Regions from separate parts of the Mus musculus genome. Here all the other regions are linked to region 1. Evidence: chromatin contacts called from public Hi-C and HiChIP or PLAC-seq data. All regions are on one chromosome and are shown on one strand. The core of a region is the stretch at or near the end of the contact, and the rest is flanking DNA. Distances in the headings are between cores, read along the strand shown. Region 1 holds the start of Fndc1 (fibronectin type III domain containing 1). Region 2 has its middle 45 kb from the start of Gm36458. Region 3 has its middle 53 kb from the start of Gm33086. Region 4 has its middle 33 kb from the start of Gm33086.

Evidence for each region. A called contact is a pair of places that touch in the nucleus more often than the background predicts. HiChIP or PLAC-seq counts read pairs in DNA pulled down with a chosen protein or histone mark.
Region 2: a contact with region 1 is called in an H3K4me3 HiChIP or PLAC-seq map of embryonic stem cells, with 10 times the contacts expected there. The contact joins the enhancer-like site here to the promoter of Fndc1 in region 1. A contact is called at or near these places in 14 of 39 promoter capture datasets (3T3-L1-derived adipocytes, the C10 cell line, the HPC-7 cell line and 11 more), 1 of 15 datasets of contacts at CTCF or cohesin (the NIH/3T3 cell line), 2 of 484 Hi-C or Micro-C datasets (bone marrow-derived macrophages and embryonic fibroblasts), 15 of 115 datasets of contacts at active chromatin or transcription factors (VIP interneurons, craniofacial prominence, embryonic basal ganglia and 9 more) and 1 of 9 other capture datasets (adipose tissue).
Region 3: an H3K27ac HiChIP or PLAC-seq map of VIP interneurons shows a contact between it and region 1, with 9 times the contacts expected there. The contact joins the enhancer-like site here to the promoter of Fndc1 in region 1. A contact is called at or near these places in 11 of 39 promoter capture datasets (the 3T3-L1 cell line, the C10 cell line, cranial neural crest and 7 more), 1 of 15 datasets of contacts at CTCF or cohesin (embryonic stem cells), 8 of 484 Hi-C or Micro-C datasets (bone marrow-derived macrophages, cranial neural crest, embryonic fibroblasts and 4 more), 18 of 115 datasets of contacts at active chromatin or transcription factors (VIP interneurons, craniofacial prominence, embryonic basal ganglia and 5 more) and 2 of 9 other capture datasets (adipose tissue and pancreatic islet).
Region 4: a Hi-C map of muscle stem cells shows a contact between it and region 1, with 1.8 times the contacts expected there. The contact joins the enhancer-like site here to the promoter of Fndc1 in region 1. A contact is called at or near these places in 12 of 39 promoter capture datasets (3T3-L1-derived adipocytes, the C10 cell line, the HPC-7 cell line and 8 more), 1 of 15 datasets of contacts at CTCF or cohesin (the NIH/3T3 cell line), 4 of 484 Hi-C or Micro-C datasets (cranial neural crest, embryonic stem cells, muscle stem cells and 1 more), 14 of 115 datasets of contacts at active chromatin or transcription factors (craniofacial prominence, embryonic basal ganglia, embryonic forebrain and 4 more) and 2 of 9 other capture datasets (adipose tissue and pancreatic islet).

The regions. Positions count from the first base shown.
Region 1 is chr17:7,824,052-7,830,136 of GRCm38.p6, forward strand. Fndc1 (fibronectin type III domain containing 1) reads right to left here and starts at 3,251. Exons shown (of 21, transcript NM_001081416.2): 1 at 2,967-3,251. The coding sequence starts at 3,066.
Region 2 is chr17:7,458,129-7,464,213 of GRCm38.p6, forward strand. No RefSeq gene overlaps it. Among named protein-coding and RNA genes, the nearest start is that of Gm36458, 45 kb to the left of the region's middle. Within about 2 kb of position 3,258, at least 36 of the 459 cell types and tissues checked have an H3K27ac peak or open chromatin away from gene starts, as enhancers often do. A contact at or near this core is called in craniofacial prominence, embryonic basal ganglia, embryonic limb bud and 3 more, where this site is marked.
Region 3 is chr17:7,519,819-7,525,903 of GRCm38.p6, forward strand. No RefSeq gene overlaps it. Among named protein-coding and RNA genes, the nearest start is that of Gm33086, 53 kb to the right of the region's middle. Within about 2 kb of position 1,578, at least 30 of the 459 cell types and tissues checked have an H3K27ac peak or open chromatin away from gene starts, as enhancers often do. A contact at or near this core is called in VIP interneurons and neural stem cells, where this site is marked.
Region 4 is chr17:7,540,211-7,546,295 of GRCm38.p6, forward strand. No RefSeq gene overlaps it. Among named protein-coding and RNA genes, the nearest start is that of Gm33086, 33 kb to the right of the region's middle. Within about 2 kb of position 2,976, at least 6 of the 459 cell types and tissues checked have an H3K27ac peak or open chromatin away from gene starts, as enhancers often do. A contact at or near this core is called in adipose tissue and muscle stem cells, where this site is marked.

The sequences.
Region 1 (6,085 bases), core at 2,001-4,500:
CCATCTGTAATGAGATCTGATGCCCTCTTCTGGTGCTGTCTGAAGACAGCTACAGTGTAGTTACATATAATAATAAATGAAATCTTTAGGCCAGAGAGAGCAGGGTCGACTGGAATGAGCCAGACTGACTGGAGTGAGCAACCTTCATTCCCAGAAACCACCGATGGCTCACAACCATCAGTACAGCTACAGTGTACCCATAAACATAAAATAAATAAATAAAGTCTTTTTTTAAAAATTGAAATTCCTCACTAGATTTTGTTTGTTTTTGTTTTTTTTTTTTTTTTTTTGTTTTGTTTTGCTTTGTTTTTTGTTTTTTGAGACAAGGTTTCTCTGTATAGCCCAGGCTGTCCTGGAACTCACTTTGTAGACCAGGCTGGCTTTGAACTCAGAAATCCTCCTGCCTCTGCCTCCCGAGTGCTGGGACTAAAGGTGTGCGCCACCACCTCCCGGCCTCTTTGATTTTTTTTTTTTTTTAAAGAAAGAAATTCAAGTTGCATCACTGACAAGAAATTTGTGCAGTTACTTAACGAGAGATATCAGGCTCAGTTTGCTCATTTCTGGAGGGAAAAAAATTGTGAGAGTTATCCAAGTAGGCAACTATAGTTTGTCTGTAGATTTTTTTTTTTTAGAGTAAATACCGCATTCTTCTTATAAAGCAAGTCATTCGAGTGCTGACTGGGAGTCCCGCAGGTGCTTATCCCTGGGGTTAAACTCTTAGTATTTTCAGGCTCCAAGCGGTGGACCCTGTCAGATACCATTTATTACCCAGTAAGCTTTTGTTCACTCATGTGAACATCAACCCAGGAAAGAGGCTGGGACTGAACTCATATCACTTTGAGAATGACTTTGGCCTTGCAGATTCATTAAAAAGCTCTTTAGCTTTAAAGAAGAAAATAGAGATGATCCCTAGCCCTCCCTGAGTGTCTACTGTAAACGCATAGATGGTTTCAGGCCTTCAGACTGGGAGCACCCCTGTTCTTTAATGTTTGCCTAGTAGCCTATGGCAGGAATGGGTGCGGTGGGGGAGGGGCATCACCTGCTTACTTTGCTCTGTTTTAATCTGTCCTGAGTTGCAGGGATCTTCCAGGTGTGCTGGAAGAAGAATAACACCTCTAGCGCTGCAACAGTGTGCTAACTGTCAGCGTAGCTCTGGGTAATTTGCCTTACCAGAAATGCTGGACCCAAAAGAGGAGGAATGGGGCTGACAGTAGCCACTTGCAGGAAGCATGAGTTACGTCTGCCCGTGGCTTTGCCCCACTAGACGCAAATCCAAGCAGCTGCTGCAACTGGGAATGGCAAGACAGACAGACAGGAAGGCTCCTCAAGGAGCCCATGGAATAAATTACATGCTGCTTCGTGATTTCTTCCCTGACACAGGAGCCTTCTGCAGGCTGCTATGTCCACTTCTTCCCTTCCCTAATTGAACTTAAGTACAGTAAATAGGCACTTGGAAATGCGCTTGTCTCCTCTGTCCGTTTCCAGTCTGGTCATCATTTCACTGCAGATCCCACGTCAACACAGTAGAGAGAAGTGCCAACAAGCCGCCCAGTTCCAACATTCCACAGTGCAGTGATTTGCAGAGCAGAGAGCCAAAGAAAGTGCAGCTGACAATGCTGTCGAGCCCATGAGGAGCACGACAAGCCCTGCCTTCCCACGTTCACAAGCAGAACCCATCCTAAGGTGACCATGGACACGGGAAGAAAGGAGGCTGGAACCACCACAAAGCTCACTTTCCAAGGCCCCCACTCTCAGATCGCTTTCTGTAACAAGAACCCTTTCACTGGAAAGAGTGGAACACTTGAGCTTAGAAAGAACGAAGCCTTTGGATTGTAGGTGGGGAAGCTGGGAGGCTAGAAGAGATTTATTCTGTCAGACATTGTATAAAATATGAAGGGAATACTTGCCTTGAGATCATAAATGGAAGAGAAAGGACCCCTACTTCTGTATGACCCTTTTAGAAAAAGGGAACTCAACACCAGAATACGTAGCACCCGATACTACCAAGAGGTCACCAAGCGCTCTCCCTTTATCCTTATGGGGAGCGCAATACAGACACCAGCATGCAAAACTAGTGGCCCCTGTTGGAAAAGAAGTTTGTTTTGTTTTGTTGTTTTCAGCCCTGCTGCCACTGAATAATACCAGAAAGGGGAAGGGGAGTCCACTTTTCAGGTTCCTACAAATTGATGCCATAAACAAAAGTCATGGTTTCCAAGTGTGGAAATGCATGCATGCTAGACACGAAGACGCCAAGGACATAGGCGTGAAAGCCCACTACTGTGTAACCATCTGGACGCTGGTGAAACACGCAAGAAAGCAGAGTCAGCTAAGCCTCTTGTGCAAAGCAAGTGTCCATCCAGGCTGCAGCCTGGCCTTTGGAGTGGGTTAGGCTCTCTGGAACTCACTGACGGTCCCACTTCCCTCTCCCTCCTCGAAAGACAAATGTCTTCTTCCAGCTGCAAAGTTCCCAAGCTTAGGACTTCAGTTGCTGCTGGTCCTGGAGTACAGTCCTGCCCCTCAGTTTCCATCTGAGTTCCCTCAGTGACCTTATCCAACATCGAGACAGGTGAAGAAGATGACAGAAAGATGCTCACCCTCAACCCGGAGGAGAGTCTGACCAAAGAGAGTGCCCCCCCCCCCGACTTCTATCCCCCCCAGACTCCCACCCCCACCCCCAGTGCGATGCCCAAAGTCACTTCTCCTTTCCTTTGCCTGGATCTCCAGGGCACTTAGACAAGTTTCAGTCCCCAGTTCTCTTGTGTGTTCCGTGTCCACACTTCTCCCATACTCAGAGTGCCTAGTGCCCACACCTAGCACGCCCTGACTCCACTCACGAGGATGCACAGGTTAGTGACAAGACACGCACGCGGGCAACACAGAGCCAGTGTGGGACAGTGGTCCCCCAGAGTGACAAGCGGGTGGGCAGAGGACAGCCTAGCCGACCGCAGAGTCAGGCGTGCGCGTACCTGGGGGTCCTGCTGAGGTAGCCACCGGTAGCAGCGCCGCCAGGAGCAGCAGTGCCGCCCTGAGCAGCAGGCGCGGGGACGCCCTGGCCTCGGGGGCCATCGGAAGCCCGGGATGCGCGGGGACCGAGCGTAGGTGGCTGGCAGGGCGCGGGCCGCAGTGAGAGGAACGCAGAGCAACGCCGTCGGGTGCCCGTGGCTGGGTGTCCGGTGTCCTGTGCGAGCGGCGGTGCAGCCCCTAGGCGACCGCTCCTGGCCACGCACCGCGGCCAGCCGCGCTCTGCCACTGAGGCCACCCGCTGCCCGCAGCTCCTTTTAGATGCGCTCGGGCGCCCCCTGCCTGCGCGCTCGCGATGAGACCCCACGAGGCGGGCGGGGCGCAAGTCCCGGAACCCCATTCGATTTTTGTGAAATTAAAAATCTGCACCAGGAAGAGTGACCAGGAAAGTTCCCTCCCTTTGTCTAAGTCTCTAATACGCTCTGGCCAGGAAAGTGACCTATTATAAACAATCGGTGCTAAGATGAGGCGTGAACTTTGTCTCCTTAAACCTCTGTGTAGTTTCATCTTCAGGGACCGGGTCAGGACCCTCCACCTTTTTCTGCACATGACAGTGGTCTGTGGGCTCTCGATATCCTTCCTACGCAGCCGGAGCTCTTGGGAAAGGATGAGGAGCCGTACTCGCTGAGGGAGCTCCTGGCTGTCATTGCGCAGGAGCCTGTGATCCCAATTGAAACAGAAGCTGACTTTAAGCACGCCGCAAAAAGCCCTGCCAAGAACTCATTTGACCTCCCTTTCTGTAATTTAAACACCGCCTTGGGATCCCGCTGTGCGGGATAACAGACTGGGTTTTGGTCCACTCCCAGCCTCAGACACTAGTGGAGTAGGAGCGTCCTTGCAGGCGACAAAGACTCGCGCTAGGGAAGCAGAGTGCTGCTCTCTGCAAACCAACCTGATGCCACTGGCACAGGACAGACAGAACATGGAATCGGTTCGCCCACATAGCAACCCCAAACTTGACCAGGACGCTAAACAAAGTCTGGAAGGGTGGTACTGAAATACGGAATCTCTATTCGGAAACAAAAATTACAAAATCAAGACATCCACACGCTGAGCCCAGGCTGGCACCTCTTGCCTAACTGTGACCTGCAGTGAAGTCTCCAGGTCCCCCCCAGGAAGGCTCTCCACTGATCCCCTCTTTAGAGTTCGGGAACCTTCTACAATTGAACAGATGCTCTTGCCTCTCCCCTTAGGGCTCTAGTTAGTCTGGCCTCTGGCTTTTGTGTCCCCAGCTTGATCTTCCTTTAAGAGTGTCAGGTTCCTTCCGCACTCCTCTCTCTCTCTCTCTCTCTCTCTCTCTCTCTCTCTCTCTCTCTAGTGTATTCCAAGTCAGTGGATCCAGGGCTCCTGTGGTCAGCTCTAGCTGGTCAGTCAGAGGTGGAAATCTCTCTAGATAACAGAATCTTCTCTTCTTCCTCAGTCCATGGTGGTGAAGGGCAGTGGCCATGGTTTGCTGAAACTCAGTTCCCAAAAATGTGTGTCTGCCTTCATCACTGGAGGCTACACGGGGGTGGCTCATGGTTCAACTGAACATTCTCAGAGAGTTTAGGCTATGAATGTAGCACGTATGTGTATAAAAAGAAGAGAGGGACTTGATCTGTATATAAGAGAAGACATGTGACCACAGATAATGGGCTATGGGAGACCAGGAGAGGTAGGCAGTCAAAGACCAAAGGATTCAAGCAGCTACCCAAAGCCAGAAGAGGCAAAGGACGGCTCTCTCCAGGGCCCTGCAGCCCCAGCTGTAAGCCCGGCAGATCTAATTTTAGACCCGAGTCTCTACAACCATGACAAAAGAAATTTCCAAAGTTTATGCCACCCACCCAATGTGTGATGCTTTGTTATAGTGGCCAGAGGAGTCTAATATAGTAGCCAAAGTGAGCCATGGTTCTGGCTGCAAGAGATGTGGCCCAAGAAAAGGGAACCTCCCACGGAAAGCCACCAAACAGGGATCAGGTGCTGGGCTCAGAACTCTGAGCAGGACAGAGAGAAAAACCAGGAATAGGCTCTCATGACCCAGGGAAGACTAGGGCACACAGCTGGGATATCAGTAGGGCATGAGAACCAGAAACATCCCAGGATCATCTGGAAAAGACAGCTAGGAAGACTGATGGGCTATGGAGAAAAGAGATTGGCAGTGCACAATGGCATTCTGTCCTCAGCCCGCTCTGTGGGACTTTTGTACCTTCAAGATGTCATTCCTTAGTTTAGAGTCAACAAAATTTATTGTGTGACATCTCAGCAGACAGTGGGTTCCTTCTTTTAGCTTGAGACACATTTACCTCCCACCCCATAAGGTGGCTCATTAGAGTAACCGCCTTCTGTGGGCTCTTCAGAGAGCACGGGATAAATCAAGTGCCAGCGTTAGAGTCTGGACAACCAACCAGAAGTCAGCTGAGGGCTGCTGGGCACCCAGTGATGTGGCCAACGGCTACACATCCCAGGGTTACAGGCTCCTGATGCCACACCTAGCATTTCCATGGATGCTGCAGGTCTGAACTGGTCCTCTTGCCTTCACAGAAGCATTTTACCAACTGCACCATCTCCCCATCCCTACTTCTAGGTTCAAAACACACGCACGCACACGCACACGCACACGCACACGCACACACACACGCACACGGCAGGGGGAGGGGGTCAACTCACTTAAGAGTCATTGCCATTGGTCCAGCACATAACCGTCTCAGAAATGTAGGCATGCTGACATTTTCCTGGCTTGTTTTTGAGACAGGGTCTCACGTGTTCTAGGCTGGCTTCAAGCTCACCACTTAGTGAGAATGGCTTTGACTCTCTGCTCTTCCTGCCACTATTGCCCAAGTGCGGGGATTACAGGTGTGTGTTAGTACCACACTTGGCTTATGTGGTGCTACGTTTAAAACACAAGGCTTTGTGTGTGCTAGAACCCACTCTGCTCAATGAGCTATATATTTGTGTATGTATAGATATGTATCCATCTTGTGTTCATGTGTGTGTGTGTGTGTGTGTGATATATACTTTGTTCTAATTTGGACCCTTCATCATTGCCCTGCCCCCACTGGCTAGTTCCCTTCCCCATAATGCCCCC
Region 2 (6,085 bases), core at 2,008-4,507, 370 kb before region 1:
ACCACCCCTCCCCCCACCACTCAGAAGCGTCTCATTTCAGGGATCCAAGGGGCCATGACTCCCCATGTCTTTTTTCCATAGTGGAAAGGAAGCCTTTTCTGCCTGTTTTTATACTCACTCCATTTCACAGGAAAGCATCCAGGGGTCACTTCAGCCGCTATAGATACATAAAGCCTAAACAGGCCCGGGGTGAAGGGGAGGAGCTGGGGTGGGGCAAGAAATAACCCTGTGGCCTGGGACAGGCACTCGCTTGCTCGCTCGCTGGACAGATAGATAGACAGGCAGTGTGTCTCCCCAGAACTCAAGCTCCTTCCTGAAATGCACTAATCCCCGCAGGTCCAGACCTGGTGATTCTGACAGGTGCCTCTTCAGAGACATCTGCTCATCATTCCTCGTTGTCACAGGATGTAAGGTGCAGGGGCTGAGTGTCTACTTCCCTGCTGTGACACAAACCTAAGGGAACAACCAGAATTTATCTCATACCTCGTTTTAGTAGTTTCAATCCATCCTGGCTGAGAGGATGTGGCTCAGCTGAGACATTTACATCATGCTGGCCAGGAAGCAGGGAGGGAGAGGGAGAGAGGGGAGGAGGAGAGGGGGAAAGGGAAGGGAGTGGGGGAGAAACAAGTCTAGTCAGTTGTTCTTTCCCCTCTTGCATCTCATCAGGTCTTCAGCCTGTGGGATAGAGCCGCGCACAGTCAGACTGTGCCTTCTCCACTTAGTCAATACAGTCTAGAGAGCTCATAAGGATGAGCAGTGCTGTGACCAAGGAGAGTGGGCTCCTTGCTCGCTGGGTGCCCTCCATGACTCCTGGGACATGCACAGATTTATCAGAAGAAAATAAACAATGTAGACGGTGTGAGGTGGCACATTGTGGCTTCAGGAACAGATGTAGGAGCTAATCCTACTTTGAGCTCACTGTAACCGGTAACGGTGACAAAAGGCACGTGGGACATGGCATGCTATGTCGGCTTTCACCTGTCTACTTCCCTGTGTTTCTACACTGACCACCACTGCTCAAGGCTTCAGATGCTCTGGTTTCCCCACTCCCCAGAGCCTTTGCTCACCATCATTCCAAACATCCTATATTTTATCGGGGTGGTGTGGCGCATTTGAATTATTTCTTAATTTTTATACAGAGTTAGCCATCCACATCCTCAGATTCAAGATGCTGTGAATCCAGAGTATTTGAAAAAAGATCGTAAGAATGTATATTTTTTTGTCATTTTTCCTTAAGCAGTTGAGCTTATCTACACAACATTTACATTATATATCAGTGTCTTAGGTTTTCCATTGCTGTGAAGAGACACCATGACCAAGGCAGCTTCTATAAGGACAGCATTTAACTGGGGGTGGGTTGCAGGTTCAGAGGTTCAGTCCACTGTCAGCATGGCAGGAAACATGGCAGTGTGCGGGCAGACATGGTGCTGGAGCCGAGAGTTCTAGATCTTGATGTGCAGGCAGCAGGAGTCTGTGTGTAACACTGGGCATAGCTTGAAATGTAAGACCTCAAAACCCGACCCCACAGTGGCATACTTCCACCAACAAGGCCACACCTCTTAATAGTGCCACTCCCTATGGCCAAGCATTCAAACACTTGAATTTATGGGGCCATTCCTATTCAAACCACCACAGTTAGGTATGACAAACAGTAGAGGTGACTTAAAGAGCATGGGACGATGCCCATGGACTCCATATGAATGCTACATTTGCTTTATTTATTTATTTATTTATTTTGGTTTTTTGAGGCAGGGTTTCTCTGTGTAGTCCTGGCTGTCCTGGAACTCACTCTGTAGACCAGGCTGGCCTTGAACTCAGAAATCTGATTGCCTCTGCCTCCCAAGTGCTGGGATTAAGGGTGTGTACCACCACTGCCCAGCTTACACATGCTTTATAGAAAGGGATTCAAGCATCTTTAGACTTTGGTATCTGTGAGGTCCTGGAAATAACCTTATTCAGATACTGTGAGATACTGTATGCTGGTTGTTTCAATTTTTTCTATTGTAAATATTATTAAAAGCGGGAAGCATCCTGCATGCCCATTTCCCCATATTTTATTTTAGCTAGGGGTCACTGTGTAGATTACACAGGCAAGGACTGAGGGCCATGTGCAGAGTCCCAGGAGGCAGCGGTCCAAGGAGCCTAGACTTGACATCTATCCTGCCTCCTTATCAATATGTATCAATATGTATCAATCAATACATATCAATACGATCTTCTCTATAGCTTTTTCACTTGTTTGTTTTCAGGGTCCCTCAAGTTCTTCAGAATGTGTGGAAGTCAACCCCCTGCCCCTGCCCCTGCCCCCGCCCCCGCCCCTGCCCCGCCCTGCCCTGCCCTGGCCACACGCTGGTGAAGGGACCTGAAGATTTCATGACAAATTGTGTTGCTTGAATCCAAAGTGCTGCACCACAATTCTGGTTGGTGGGGGAGAAACCAAAGACTGTATGTGGTTTTTCTTTTTATGCAACCAAATATCAAACACTTGCATTTTTGAGAGAAGGTCTCTCTGTGTAGCCCTGTCTCTCCTGGAGCTCACCCTGTAGACCAAACTGGCCTTGAACTCAGAGATCCCCCTGCTTCTGCCTCCCAGGTACTGGCATTAAAAACATGCAGCACCTAGTCTGGCTTTTGCTTCATCTTAAGTATTTATTTTCTTCCCCTTTCCTTTTCCTTTCATGGAGAGCCATAGTGCTTCTGTGCAAGCAGGCAGGAGAGACTTGTGCAAATGCAGAAAGTTTCACAGTACGTGTGCCGGCTTGACTGTGACCCTGAAGATATGTGCCAGAAACTATGCCCTCAGAGCCCTGTTGTCCTCGGAGGTGGCATCTAATGGGCATAATTTGGGTTATTGGGACTCTTCCTCATGAATAGCTTCATGCTGTTATTGTGACAATACATCCTTTATAAAACAAGGAGTTTTTCTGCTGCCCTCACCTCTGCTGTGGAATGCCTTCCACCTTGGGATGTCCCAGCAAGAGGGCCCTGGCCAGAGCCAACACCTTGACTATTCTCCCAGCCTCTACAGCAATCTCGTCTAAACATTTTTTTAGAAACAAAATTTTGACTTATTTCGATGCTGTGAGTGATATTACAGAATTTTAAAATAGTACCAGCCAGTTGCAGTAGGGTAAACAATCTCTATCATGTACGGCGTCGCTGTGTGCCTGACAAAGAAGGCTAACCCCTGGGCTTCTCAGGGCAGCCCTAGTAGGAAGCACAGGCTGCTTTTCTCTGTCTCACTCAGCACTGGGGAAGGAGTTTGGACAATGGTTGCTTTGTTAGCTAACTGCATGCTGATCCCTCTGCTACTAGGAGCCAGCGCGGGGAGACCCAACTCTCAGGAGTTGGCTGCTCTGCTGCAGACATCTTAATGACTCCAAACTTGTATTTTAACCCAGCAAGAAAGTCACTGTCAAAGAGAATGGTAATTAGTCGTGGGTTTTTAAATAATTTACGAACTTCAATAAGAACAAAATCCTAAAGTAGTAATGTGTTTCAAATTTGAATTTGTAACAGCTGGGCTCTTTTTGTCTGTTCTAAGTATAATTTTATTATTCTAAATATTTTCTTTGTGTTCAGAAAAAAGTTCTACCTTTATTTTAATGTTCTGGCCAATGCATTCCAAATTAGGTCCCAGTTCATGCGTATGTCTTTTTTTTTTTTTTTTTTTTTCCCTTGGAGACAGTCTTTTGTAGCCCAGGCTAGTCTTGGACTCCTTCACGTTTTGGGTGCCAGGATTATAGAATTTGAATACCATGTACTACTTATATGTTTGTATCTTTAAAGAGAACTCCATACAGGACTAAGGTTTTTAAAATGGCAAATTTGCCAAACCAACATCTGCTTATCCCTTCAGAATATGTACATATATTCCAAGTTACATATAAATAGACAATTTGAAATAAGCTCCTTCTAAAAGCCTCACAAGCCAACTCCATTTCCCTGTCTGCCTTCCTCTTTCCCTCTCTTCCCCTCTCTCTCCCTTTCTTCTTCCTCCTTCCCTTTGTTCCTCTCTCTCCCTTGCTCCCCTCCTCTTTCCTCTCTCCTTTTTTCTTCCTTCCCCTTGAATTTTCTTTCATAGGTGCGAGAGAAAGCAACTCCCCTTGTGTCTGTACCCCAAGCTTGAAAGGACAATGCTGGGATTTGAATAAAAGTACCTCATAGGCTTGTTTGTGTCTTGAGTTCTTGGTCACTTGGTGCTAATGTGAAGGCTGTGGGGCTTTTAGGAGGTAGGACCTGGCTGTAGGGAGATAGGTCTTTGGTGTTAGTGCCTGGTTCTAATTCCAACCTAGCTCTCTCCTCCAGCCACGTGAAGACCTACTACCTTCGCTGGTGTCCCGAGGGATCCCTACTGTGACTGAAGTCCCTCTGAAACCATGAGCCCAAATAAATTCTTTCTCTCTAAGGTTGTTTCTCTCAGGTATTTTGGTCACAGCGACACAAACAAAAATAACACAGAAAGTTGGTTCGACAGAGGTAGGGCCATGCTCACAAACCCAGCTATCTGCTTCTTAGGACTTTGGAAGCCGCTTTTAGAAGAATGTTGAAGAGTTTAGAGATTTGAGCCAGAGAAGCTTGAGAATGCTGTAAGCTGAGCTTAGTGAGCCATTCTGGTGGGAGTTCAGACTGGGACGCTGATGGAGGTTGTGATGGTTGATCTTGACTGTCAACTTGACCCTCCTAGGAAAAGGGAACCTCAGTTGAAGAATTGTCACTGTTAGATTGGCCTGTGGCCTATCTGTGGGACGTTTTCTTGTCTGATGCTCCATGGGTACACATGAGTGTCCAGCTCACTGTGGGCGTTTCCATCCCTATGAAGGTGGGCCTGAGCTGAATGTGAGTCTGGAGCAAGCTAGTAAACAGCATTCATCCATGCTCTCTGCTTCAGTTCCTATCTCCAGGCTTCTGCCTTGTGTCTCTGCCTTGGCTTCCCTTGACGGACTGTAACCTGTAAGCTGAGATGAGCCTTTTCCTTCCCACATGGCTTTTGGTTGTGGTGTTTGGCAACAGGAAACAAACTAGGATGGAAGTGTAGACAGGAGAGACCGCTCTTGAGGTATCACACAGGAACAATGACTACCAGGAACTAAACTGGAGGTCATTTTAACTCCATCACTATCAGCCTGCCTCTGGACCATGCCCTGAAAATGAAGTCATTCTGGATTAAAAAGTAACAGACTAGTAATTGTCAGTGAGAATTTCAAGACAGCTTAACAGGCTATTTGTGACTGCTTTGAGCCAGGGATATACTAAGAATTATGAAACAAAGAGCAGTAAGAAGAAGAAAAAGATGTTTGGATAGGAAAAGTGTGTTTAACACAGACAAAGCAAAGTGGTTGTAACTGTGAGAACATTATTAGAGAGAAGCTGTATGCTCTGAACTATGACCATAGGCAAGGTCACAGAGCCACGTGGAACCTTCCCAAGAGAAAAAAATGCAAACCCATGAGGAAGACTTTCCACTTGAAGAGAGTCGCAGCGCTGTTCTGATTTAGCGGGGCTGCCCGGTAAAGGTATTTATTTATTTATTTATTTATTTGTTTATTTATTTATTTAATCAGTTCAGTTACTACATCTGTAGTACAAGTGTTCTGGACTCCACAAATATTCTGCTATCTTTAGCTGACAGTGGAATTGTCCGTGGGGTGTTACCTTTGCAAGCACGCAGAGCAGTAGAGTTGTAGTCATGGGGGCTTACACCAACTGTGATGCCTATTCTTGGTTGTTAAATCTATGTACATCTGGAATTAACTAAAACCCCAAAAATGGAGGAGCACACCTGTGAGGGATTTTTACTTAATTTGAAGTGGGAAGTTCTATTTCTAATCCAGATCTTTAAGGTGGGGAGATACACTTTTAACCCAGATCTTTTGAGGTGGGAAGACCCACATCTCATCTGGGCCATACTTTCCGCTGGAAGTCTAGGTGAAGACATGAAAGAAGGATGTTTGCCCTCTCTTTGACTGCTTGCCTTTGATTCTTTCACTGGCATTAGAGCTAACACCTTCACGATTTCAGAATATACTGAAAGCAGCTGAGACATCCAGCCTTGTGGACCGAACAATGAATTCATTCTTGGACG
Region 3 (6,085 bases), core at 328-2,827, 310 kb before region 1:
TCATATAACTGGCAAGAGGGCAACATGACTCTCTCGGTGCATTTCTCAATTTCGGTTCAAATGTTCTGTCTTTTGGTCAGGAATGATGGCCTCCAGTCTCCTGGGTTTGCTGTCCTCACCTATGTGAGTGAAGACTTTGAGAGGCAAGAAGAGGGTGTCTTAACCATTCTTTTTTGTTGCTTTGATAAATATCAAGACTGAAAGTGACTTGGGGGAGGGGAGGAAAGAATTTATTTTATCTTACTCCCCCAGATGATTAATTGATCCAGATCACAGTCATTCCTGGAAGGAAGTCTGGGAAGGAACTCAGGCAGGGGCTGAAGCAGGAATTATGGAGGATGCTGCTCACTGACTTACTCCATGGTTCACACCTCAGAGAGCTTTCTCTTACAGCCCAGGAAACTTGCCTAGGGATGGTGCAATGGGCTGGGCCCTCCCACACCAACCATCCATCAACCTCTCACAGACATGGGCACCAGCCAATTTGATTGAGGAAATCCTTTAGCTGAGGTTCTCTCTTCCTAGGTGACTTTAGTTTGTGTCAGGTTGGCAATAAAACTAGTCAGGATCGAGGGTTAAAGGATATGGAGTTGGGAGGGATGTTAGTGAGCAGAGGAAGAAGAGGAGAAGTTGATCCCATAACGTACTCAGGATGCATGAGGTCAGAGCTGGAGCTCAGTGTGGTTATTTGCATAAAGGAACAACCACACATTTCAAAAGATACAACTAGGGGCTGGAGAGATGGCTCAGCGGTTAAGAGCACTGACTGCTCTTCCAAGGTCCTGAGTAACTATCATATAAAAATCAGTGTGAAAAAAGTCCCATAATGCTAAAATGGCAAAGCCCAACTCTACCCTGTAATCTCTTGGATTGCTTTACTGCAGCTTAGACTTATGAATTAGTGGTAACATCTGAAGTCTTCAAGTAGGACCATTTTCCAGTGATTCTTGTATCTTCCCTTTTGATGTCCCCAAAGCCAGCAGTCAGGTGCATAGGCTTCAGACATCCACCGTGGCATGAGACACAGACAGTAAGGACATCCCTGCACTGAGGCTGCTGTTGGGGGTCACTTGGTCTCATCTACAGCAGGGTGGCTGGGATGCTGCTTCAGCAAGGCACAGGCTGTGTCTCTGGCTGGTCTTCCCCTGGAAATGTCATCACTGCTGGTCATCCAGGCATGACCTGAAGCAGGTTGGGCATCATGGGCCACACAGATTGTTCCTCCCTCCCGACTTTCCCGGGGTCCTGCAGGACATGGATCTTGCTGAAGGATGAAGTGGAGAAATAAGAGTATAGCCTTTGTCGGAGTGTTTCCTACGAGCAGTTTCCTAGCTAGAAACAGATGTTCTGCTGGCGTGCTGGCCAACATCAGAATATAAAGAAAACCGCCGTGTACAGCGTTCAAGGCATTCCCAGCTCTGGGTCTCAGCTCACAGTAGCTTCTCACATGCCTTAAAAAACAGAGAGGAAACCAGCCCTTTCCTGCTCTGCATTTTGAGGCCTTAAATCAACGTTGGTCCGGGTGGCTTCCTGTGGCAGGGTGAGGCTGGCTCTCTTCCGAGCTTCCATTCAGTCTTTCTCTTTTGTAGTGCAGCCGTGCATCTGTGGGAAGGGGCTGGGAGAATTTTGGCAGCTCCAGTGGAGACATTCTATAACTTGTCCATGGGAGCCAGCTGGCCCGTGACTAGGGTAGCACAGGCAGAGGTGAGTGGCAGAGGTCTCGAGTTGGCATCCAATTCCCAATTCTGGATTATCCGTAGCTGCCCAGTACTCTAGAAGCTACTGCTTAGGATAGTGTCTGGGTGGATTCATAGAAGAAAAAAAAATACAATAAAGGAGTGAGAAAGGGGGAGGGAAGAAAGGAGAGGGAGAGGGAGATATTCTGAAGGAACTTGTGTATGCCCACACACTGTTCCTGTTGCCTTTTAAAATTCCTTGTCAAGGTTAAAACATGGCTCTCATCTCAAAGGGGACAGAAGACATATAAATAGCTATGGCCCAGTGACAGTGATTCAATCCAACCTAGAGGCCTTGTTCCAACGTGGTAACAATTTTATTAAGTTTTTATGGTTACAAAACAAGAGAAAGACATAAACCAAGGCAAATTTCAAATCCATTGGTAGAAACATCAGTTAGGCAGGCTACAGTAGAGTATGGATGCTTCTCTGCTAGTGGCCTAAGACATCATCTAGTGACATTCTTAGTCTCTGGCTCGGTGGAAGCCAGGATTCTGTTAGTACATTTCAGAGAGATTTACCTAATACGCACAGGTTGGATCTTAGATCACATAGCCTTGGATGATAGGGGGTATTAAGGAGGTGTATTAGTTTGTGTCTATGTCACTGTGATAGAACATTCTGACCAAAAGCAACTAGGGGGAAGGAAAGGATTTGCTTGGCTGATACTTCCATGTCACAGTCTATCCTTGAGGGAAGTCAGGGCAGGAACTCAAAGCAGGAACCTGGAGACAGGAACTGAAGCAGAGACAATGAAGGTGCTCTGCACAGTGGCTTGTTCTTCATGGATTGTTCAGCTTGCTTTCTTATGTAAGCCAGATCTACCTGCCCAGGAGTGATACTCCCCACAGTGAGCTGGGCCCTCCAACATCAATCATTCATCAAGAAAATGCCCCACAGAATTGTCATAGGCCAATGTGATGGAGACAATTCTTCCACTGAGGTTCATTCTTAGGTGTCTCTCTGTAGTTTGTGACAAGATGACAAAAACAAAGCAGCGTAGGGGATGAAGACCATCCAAGATACTTTAGCTCTTGATGTGCAATATTTCAGTTCTCCACAATCTTGGAAGTTCCAATCAATCAATTGATCAATCAATCAATCAATCAATCAATCAATCAACTAAGCAAGCAAGCAACCAACTAACCAACCAACCAACCAACCAACCAATCAGCTTGTAGGACCTTTAACTCAGGTGTGGACTGAAATCCTTCTCCAGGAATTTTAGTCCATAGCTTGGTGGTCCTGAGTCAGAGATTTTTTTCTAGGACAAACAAGCAGGACGTCATGCCTTAGAGAGCGCCTAGTTTGATCTTACACTCTGATGGAGGAGAAATCATGGCAGAGGGAATTTAAACATTAGACATTCCTGACCTAGTTTATGGAGCCGAGAGTAGCATCTTCCTTTCTATACTGTTCCAAGTTCTGAAGTGTCCTGTCCCCTGCCTCCTGGAGGGCACAGGGTGCAGGGCTTGGTCGGGCCCTTTGCTGCCATCCTGGTTCTATGCACACTGTCCTCTCTCAGAGGCTTACCTAGGCCCACCCTCCTCTGTCCTGGTCAAACAGCCTATGACACCGTGACCTCCACATAAGACACAACACTTCACGTACGGGTTCAGTTTACTGACTCTCAAAACGTTGATTTACAGGGATGGGAATTCACACCAAAGGGGCACAAGCTTCCCAGGTCATAGAAGCCTTTGTCCTGTTCTGAGAAGCCATAGGTGCTGTCTTATGCTCTTCCCCCCAGCCAAGGCCTCCCTGCTGTTCCTCCAGCGCGTGCCCTCCCTTTCCCACGAGTGGCAGTTTGAACTAGAATGGCCTCCATGGGCCCACTGTTTGAATGCTTGGTCTCCGGCAGCCTGCCCGTTGCTCCTCGACATGGTGTTCATACTCTGAAACTGTAAGCAAGCCCCCAGTCAAATACTTTAGCTTGCAAGTTGCCCTTCTCATCGAATCTTTTCACAGCAATAGAAAAGTAACTAAGACACCACCTCTGGCACCCTCACAAGAGAGGTGACAGTTTATATTTCATCAACACTTCTCTTTCCAACTTAACTTTTTTTTTTTTTTTTTTTTTTTGGTTTTTTCGAGACAGGGTTTCTCTGTGTAGCCCTGGCTGTCCTGGAACTCACTCTGTAGACCAGGCTGGCCTCAAACTCAGAAATCCGCCTGCCTCTGCCTCCCAAGTGCTGGGATTAAAGGCGTGCGCCACCACCGCCCGGCTGACTTTTTAAAAAAAAAAAAAGAGATTTATTTATTTATTTTATGTATATGAGTACACACTGTAGCTGTACAGATGGGTGTGAGCCTTCATCTGGTTGTTGGGAATTGAATTTAGGACCTCTGCCCACTCTGGTCAACCCTGCTCGCTCCGGTAGACCCAGCTTGCTCTGCTCCAAAGATTTATTTATTATTATACATAAGTACACTGTAGCTGTCTTCAGGTACACCAGAAGAGGGCATCAGATCTCATTACCGGTGGTTGTGAGCCACCATGTGGTTGCTGGGATTTGAACTCAGGACCTCTGGAAGAGCAGCCAGTGCTCTTACCTGCTGAGTCATCTCACCAGCCCCCAATTTAACTTTTGATTGCCTTTGAGTAAAAGTCCACAAAGAGAGCTGGCAAGACGCCCACCATCTTTATTCCTGGGGATTGAACTCAGGTCATTGGGCCTGTGTTCCTTAACCACGTGAGCAGTTTCGCCAGCCCTACAAGATTTTAAGTGTAAACAAACATGAAGATTTTAGAAAAAAACTTCGCCTTTACTGAAGAGGTTCAGTATTAAGTAATCAAAATCCAACAAAGACAACACCTTAGTTTCTGAGGCAGATTCCTCCTTCCCCAGCCTTGCAACAGAAAAGTTTTCAATCTGGTCCCCTTTGCTGGATGTTCACCCTCCTTCCCACGTGGAACTGCAATTCGAGTTTAGGACAAGAGCTACACTCTCTTCATTTGAAAGAAACAACTTCATCTACACTCCCTAGCTTCACTTGGCAAAAGTGTGTTTGATTCTCTTTGCTTTGGTAGTTATTTCTCCTGTGATTTCTGGTTTTAAATGTCACGTATCCATTAGTGTAGCCTCCCCTCCCCCAGCCTTAATGGTTCCACTGTTTACACCTGGATGGAGCTTGCGGCTCAATCGTTCTGCCACGCCCACTGCTGGAACCTGCCTCTTTGCTGTTCGGAGCCATACACATGGTCACCCTGCTACTGGACTCCAGGACTATTTGGCGGGAATCGGCCCCCCTTCCCCTTCTTCATAACTGCGTGCGAAATAGTAAAATTGAGCTTTGATCAGAATGCCTGTCTTAGCTGCATCCTTTTCTCGCCCGCCTAGCCCTTCTTCTCTTCCAGGTTTCCAAAATGCCTTTCCAGGCTAGAACCCAGGCTGTGATCTGCTGGCCGGATACAACACATTAGCACGGTTAACTCTTTACTAACTTTGATTTCTAGAATAAACGTTTAAAAGCCATCAATTGCTGAAGAGATGGCTCAGTGGTTAAGAGCACTGGCTGCTCTTCTGGAGGCCCTGAGTTCAAATCCCAGCAACCACATGGTGGCTCACAACCATCTGTAATGAGATCTGATGCCCTCTTCTGGTGTGTCTGAAGATGGTGATGTTGTACTCATATACATAAAATAAATAAATCTTTAAAAGCCATCAATTGTGAGCTGTCAGTCATTGGAGCAGTCCGTAAACTGACAACTCTATCAATTGTAACTTTTAGAATTGTGTAGTTCCTCGGAATGTGATTTTCCTGGATGGTACAGGACATATTTGCTAATAGACTCAAATGAGTATAATAAGGAGCCCAAGAAATGACTTGTGAGTCAGACATAAGGTCACATTTCCCCCTCCTGTGTTCCTATGAGTCAGAAGGGCAAAAGGAAATTTAGTTTTGTTTTTGTTTTTGTTTTTGTTTTTTTTTTTTGAGACAGGGTTTCTCTGTGTAGCCTTGGCTGTCCTGGAACTCACTCTGTAGACCAGGCTGGCCTCAAACGCAGAGATCTGCCTGCCTCTGCCTCCCAAGTGCTGGGATTAAAGGTGTGTGCTACCACTGCCCGGCAGGACAAAAGGAAAAGGGAGAAAGAAATCTTATTAGATGCTCTGGAAGCAACACAAGGAAAATCTCTCTAGCGGAAGTAGGGTGTCCTTAGAGATTAACTGACAGTGTTTGACTCTTAAACCTACCTTTTGCTGTTCACTCTGGACTTTGGTCTATTTCTTTTTAAAAAGTTGAATTCAAGACTGCAGAACTGTGTGGGTCTAATGGGTTCTCAATTAGAAATTTTAATAACCGCAAAATTTTAAGCTCATACTTAGATTCTGTCCCCACACTCCATC
Region 4 (6,085 bases), core at 1,726-4,225, 280 kb before region 1:
TTTAAGCAAATTAAGATAAAGTTTTGTATCTCTGATATCTAGAAAACACTAAAAAAGGCTATTTGTGAGGGCTGGAGGGAGGATAGTTAGTGAACACTAACTGTTCTTGCAGAGTTTGTGGGGTCGGTTCACAGTACCCATACCTTCGCTCACAACTACCTTTAACTTCAGCTCCAAAAGATCTGTCGTCCTCTTCTGGTCTCCATAGGTATTGCACACATGTGGTACTTAGATATAATATACAGGGAATACACACACATAAAATAAAAAAACAAATAAAAAGGGTTATTGGTACTATTTCTAAGGGACAAGTTTCAGCTAAATTCATAAGTGAAGTCTGATGTCATGATTAGGTTTGTGAATTCTGGGAGTGATGTGCTTGGATTCTAAGCTCAGCCTTTTTAAGTTCTTATGATTCAGATTCATCATCTATGAAAGCAAGCCCACCTGCCTGATTCATTGTGAGCACTTAGCATATATAATGTTGAGGACAAGACCTGGCTTGAAATGTTTGACACTGACAGGCTAGTCTCATTATTTACTGGAGTTAGAAACATAATATATTTTTTATTAGTATGTATTAAAGTCACAGATTGTATAAGTAGAGGACTTTCAATTTGAAAAAGAAGAAACTAAGAACTTTCAAAAGCATAACTATCTGTAGCCAAAGCCAACCAGGGATGCTAAGACAGAAGACCCTGTTAACCCAAGGAAGGAGTTTATGAATAAAGAGACACTGCCTTATGGCAGTCTGGTGTTCGCTGTGGAGTAGGGAAGTGTATATGGATACCCACTCATTGGAGAAGGACGTAAGCATGAGTATGCAGGTGCTTATGGAGATCAGAAGAGGGCAGCAGATTCCCTGGAACTGGGGATACGGGTAACTATGAGTTCCTTGACGTGGGTGCTGGGACCTGAACTCAGGTCCTCTTCAAGAGCAACAAGTGTTCTTACCTGCTGAGCTATATCTCCAGCATAACCCATAAACTGGCTGTTTTGTTTTGATTTGTTTCCTTTGAAAGCTTATATCATGTCCCAGTCTCCGCAGTCTCCGACCAGCGGAGACAAGAACGACATGGACACCAAGGTGGGTTCACGTAACAGCTTCTTTACTTGTTCTCCTTCTTGCAGCTTTTCTTACGACCGCAGCTTCTACTACTTACAACAGCTTCTCTTACTACAACTAGCTTCTACTTAGGGCAAGGGCTAAACTCCTATCTCGTGGCAACTCCTACAAGCTTCCTATACTGACCTCATCTAGCTCCACCCACATCATCCAATCATAATTCACACACACTCCAGGCACGAGCTCAGGTCGGTCACCAATAGGCTGACAGGTCCGGATCACGAGGGATAGTCTAGCCCGGCAGGCAGCCCACGCTGCAGCCTCACCGTCATGCTTGGGCAAGGCAGTAAACATCTTGGCCCATGCAGCTGCACCCGCTTCCCGCAATATCATTTGACCTGAAATTTCTTAAGATGCATTCAAACAAAATAGTCAGGACGAAATTGAAAGACTCACAGCATGAGGACTCCCCCACATTCTGACTCAGGAGAGGCGACACCCCAAATCATTCTCGAGAAATGGTCTTGATGCAAACTGTAAGAGGTTTATTTGGGAAAGACCAGTGCACTGGAGACGACTCATATCCCACGCAGGGGTAGAGGAGTCAACCACGAGCTCAAGGGGTAAGGGGTTTATAAAGGCAAAAACCACAAACACCTGGCATTGGGCTATAGAAAGGCAAAAACCACAAACACCTGGCATAAATAATTTTTCATGCTCTCTCAGGATTTTTCAAAATTCACATTTGCAAGGATCATCTTCGAGGCAGGCGCTATATCTCTGCTATGATGTGTGTGTCTCCAAAAGTTTGTGTACTGGAAAGCTAATTCTAAGTACACATCACAGTGGTGTGGAAGTGGGGCCTTTGGAAGCTAGTTAGGGTTAGATGCATTCATCAAGGTGGGACAACCATGTTGATGCTGATGGCTTTGTTTCACCGTGTTGGCCCTGTGTCAGGCTGTGGTGCAGCAAACAGTCCTTCACCAGCATCATGTTCCTGGGCTTTCCAACCTCCAGAACTCCCGAGTTAAGTGTGCTTCTATTCCTTATAAAATTTTCAGTTTGTGATATTCCATTATTACAACAGAAAACAGACATGGATAACACACAGTAGCCAGAAATAAAAATCAATGAAAGTAGTGGACAATAGGGAACTTTTTGTTAGTCAATAAAGATAGGTATATCTATATATATGTATATGTCTAGTATATGTGCATGTGTATGTATAGTAGTATATGTGTATGTATATGTACATATATAGTAGCTGAGGATTATTTCATCATGGGAAATGTGAAGATTATAATTTTAAGTACAAAAAGGTTCTAAAAATCCTTCTTATGATCATCATGGGAATCTCCCTGTGGGATGGAGGAGTTTGTGTCTCAGGCACTGAGTCACCATACCCCTTCCCCAGGTTATCCAGTTAGGGCAGACAGTGACCTGCTGCCCTAACCATGGCTCTTTGATACAGTCTGGTGATGACACATGAATCCTCAAATTGCTTACTAGGAAACAGTGGCTCCTTCTTTGAGTCACTAGAAGGATGGAATGCATGTTATCCTTCTATGAAACCCTCTTTGCCCCTGAAGAGAAGGCAACTATTTCCCAAGTAGATATGACATGTGATTCCAGATAAAACAGTCTGTTAATCTGCAGAAAGAACAAGAGGGAAGAAAAGGTTTGGAGCAAGAAATAGTTTCTTTTGGCTAAACAACAGTAGACGTTATCCTGGAACAAATGAGAGGGAAATCTGAGTCCCCGACAGCTGGGAAGATGGAAGATTCCATGAAAGCTCTTATGCAATGGGTCAAAAATTCTGAAGCTTGTTTTAAAAAAATTGCTATGTCCCAAATATGGTACTAAAGAACAAAGTGGTCGTGTGGCCACTGCACACCCTGGAATGAGAAGACTAGTGTTCACTGGCAGATCCTGGTCAAAATCACTGCAGAGAGGAGACAGTAGACAAAAACTCACTCAATTATTCCATAAGAAGTTTTGCAATTGATCTCTGCTTCCTACATAGTTGCCACTTGGTACAATTATTTAAATCAAACTCCACCCATATATGAGGTCATATGTTTCAGGCAGGGGAACACAGTGCCTTAGAGCAGAGCAGTTTAGAGGAAAATGCACCAACACAAGCCTTCTTGAGGTGGTGCACAGACACAGACAACTTCTACTTCGTAGAGACTGTTCTGTAGCTGATGAGCCCACTCACAAGGGCTCTGTGCACTTTACCTATTGTAAATACTCAAGTTTAGTTAAGAAAGACTAAGCCATTTCAAATTTATATTTTTATTTTATTTTTTCAAAACATATTCACTTATTTAGGGTGGCAGATCCCCTGGAACTGGAGTTACAGACAGTTGTGAGCTGCCATGTGGGTGCAAGGAATTGAACTCGGGTCCATTGGAAGAGCAGTCAATGCTTTTAACCATTGCAGCCATCTTTCTAGCCCCTAGAATTTACTTTTAATCTTTAGTTGTGCATATGTATGTGTGCCTGTGTGAGGTTTTGTGCACACTGGTACCCAAGGAAGCAGGAGAGGGTGCAGGAGTCCCAGGAGCTGGAGTTACTTATAGGTGGCCTTGAATCACCTGATGTGGGTGCTGGGAATTATTCTTGGGCCCTTCTTCTTCAAGAGCACTGCATACTTGTAACTGCCATGCCATCTTTCCAGCCCCAGACTAAGCCACTTCATATCCAACACTGAAATTAATGAAGTACCTTCAGACACTTGTTTTGATTATTCTAAATCTTTAAAAGATTCTACCCCATCCTCCTCAAATTGTTCACAGAGCAGAAGGAAGGAAGTCTGGAAAGCTCACTTGACAAAGCCAGTCCTAGCCGGCTAAGAACAACAGAAACGAGACTGATTTTTCTGATCAATATGGATATAAAAATTCTCAAAAAAATGCTTGTACGTGTATTCAAGAACTCATCAACAGGATCATACACTGTGACCGAGTTCTTTTCATGTCATGCACGCAAGGTTGGCCCAACATCTGCAAGTTTCTTCTTTTGCAAACTGTCTTTCTCATCCAAGGCAGAGCTGGAAATGTCCAGTGTTGGCTTCAAATATATCGCTCTAGAAATCCCAACCATGCAATGCTGCTCCCAGGAAGTAGCAGCATCATTATCCATTGTTACTAACACCTGTGAGTGAATTCACGGTTGTCTCCCCTCCTCAGGCTAGACAACGATGACAGTTAGGAGCGGGGTCACATGGGGAACCAATAGGGAATGTAATCTCTTTTTGGAAAATTGGTTTTCATAGGATGAAGGCAATTGTCCAGATTCTGAGCAGGAAGCCTGACTGGATGAAGAGATGGCAATGCAGCCAAGGTGTGCTGGAGGCAGGGGTGTGAGTGGTGCTCCATACTCCTAAAGTTTCCTCAGCATCTTGGCTCTGAACTTCTCACTCTAAACTCGCCTGCCCTTCCTGAACTGCTGTCCTTGTCTCCTGTGTGACAGAAGGAAGGTGTTGGGTGGGAGCCTTCTCTACTAGCCTGGAATCATCTTCTCACAATGGCCCCAGAAGTTGAAAGTTGATCTTTTCTTGCCACTTGTGTTTGTTAGCTTGTGGCTTTGCTTCTCGTTGTACTGTAATATAAGAAGGCTATGAGAAATACACTTTTGGCTGGTGTGGTAATGGACAGCAGCCCTGCCATACCTGTCTCTTGCATATTTTTTTCTAATTTTACTATAATCAGCTTCACACCCCCACTCAGAGGACTGGTCAACTTTGCACCGGCCAGTTTGGTACACTCTTAGAGTATGAATTGTCTGATGCTCTGGATAAAGTTGACTATTGTGTGAGACTTCAGTCTGATTCAGGTCCCCCCACCTCTAGAGCAGTAAACATGCAGGTACCCATGAGGGCCAGAAGAGGGTCTCAGATCCCTTGGACCTGGAATTAGAGGTAGTTGTGAGTTGCTGGATGTGGGTGGTTGGGAACTGAATTTGGCTCCTCTGGAAGAACAGAAAGCACTCTTAAATGCTGAGCCATCTGTCCAGCCCCATAGACCTAATTTCTGCTTTGCTTTGTCATCCTACGTGAACTCCTTGCCCTGTGCTGAAGTTCTTCTGGCTCTCTAGCGTCTTTCCTTCCCTCACAAATGCTAGATGTCTCTATTCCCTGTCTGTACTTCTACCTTCCTTTACCCCCCAGAGTCTTGAAGACTGTATACTCTGCACCCTGAGCCCTGTTCTGTCACCGAAATTAGCACCATCAAAGTCTGCAGCTGTTCCCCATTCCTCAATCTCATAAAACATGCTGTGACAGTCATCACATCTGGGTGCTGCCTCCTGGAAGTGCCTCTTTTAATTTTCAGGTGACTTCAATATTTATGAAGTACTAGCTCTTCATGAAAATACCTTCGATATTCTTATTTTGAAATCTCTGTGCAGCCACACGATTACACACCTCCTTCTCCCCCTCCTTTTCTTCCTGCCCCCTCCTTTTCCTCGTTTTTCTGTTTTCGATGATAGTCTTGCAGGAAGACACTCAAGGCAGGCAGACCTTGAGCTCACTGAGTATCCCAGGGTAGCATTGAGCTGGAGGTCTTCCTGCCTTGGCCTTGTGGGTGCTGGGATTGTAGACGTGGGCCGCCATGTTTGCTCTCTGTCATTGATTCTATCTCAAGTTCACACTCACCTCAAACTACATAGCTGAGTACTTAACAGGCAGCTCAAACAACACAGGTGAAGCAGAACTCAGCACTGCATGAGGTAGCATTAGGGTCCAGCCTGAACACAGAGTGTATCCAATCACACTACAGACCTCAGGGACGCTGCCTGTGTGTCCAGAAGGAAGTAGGAACGGTGGATGCTAGGCAACCAGACTCTACCATGGCTACCTAAAAAGGAGAATTGCATGGTGCAAGCTGCTCACATGAGTGACTTTATCAGAGTCTAATGATAAACAACCAGGGTGGCCAGGAGAGAGACCAGGGAAGTCTGTGATGGAATTTATTATTAAGAGATCATGCCAAGGGAAGAAAAGAAGGTCAGACATTA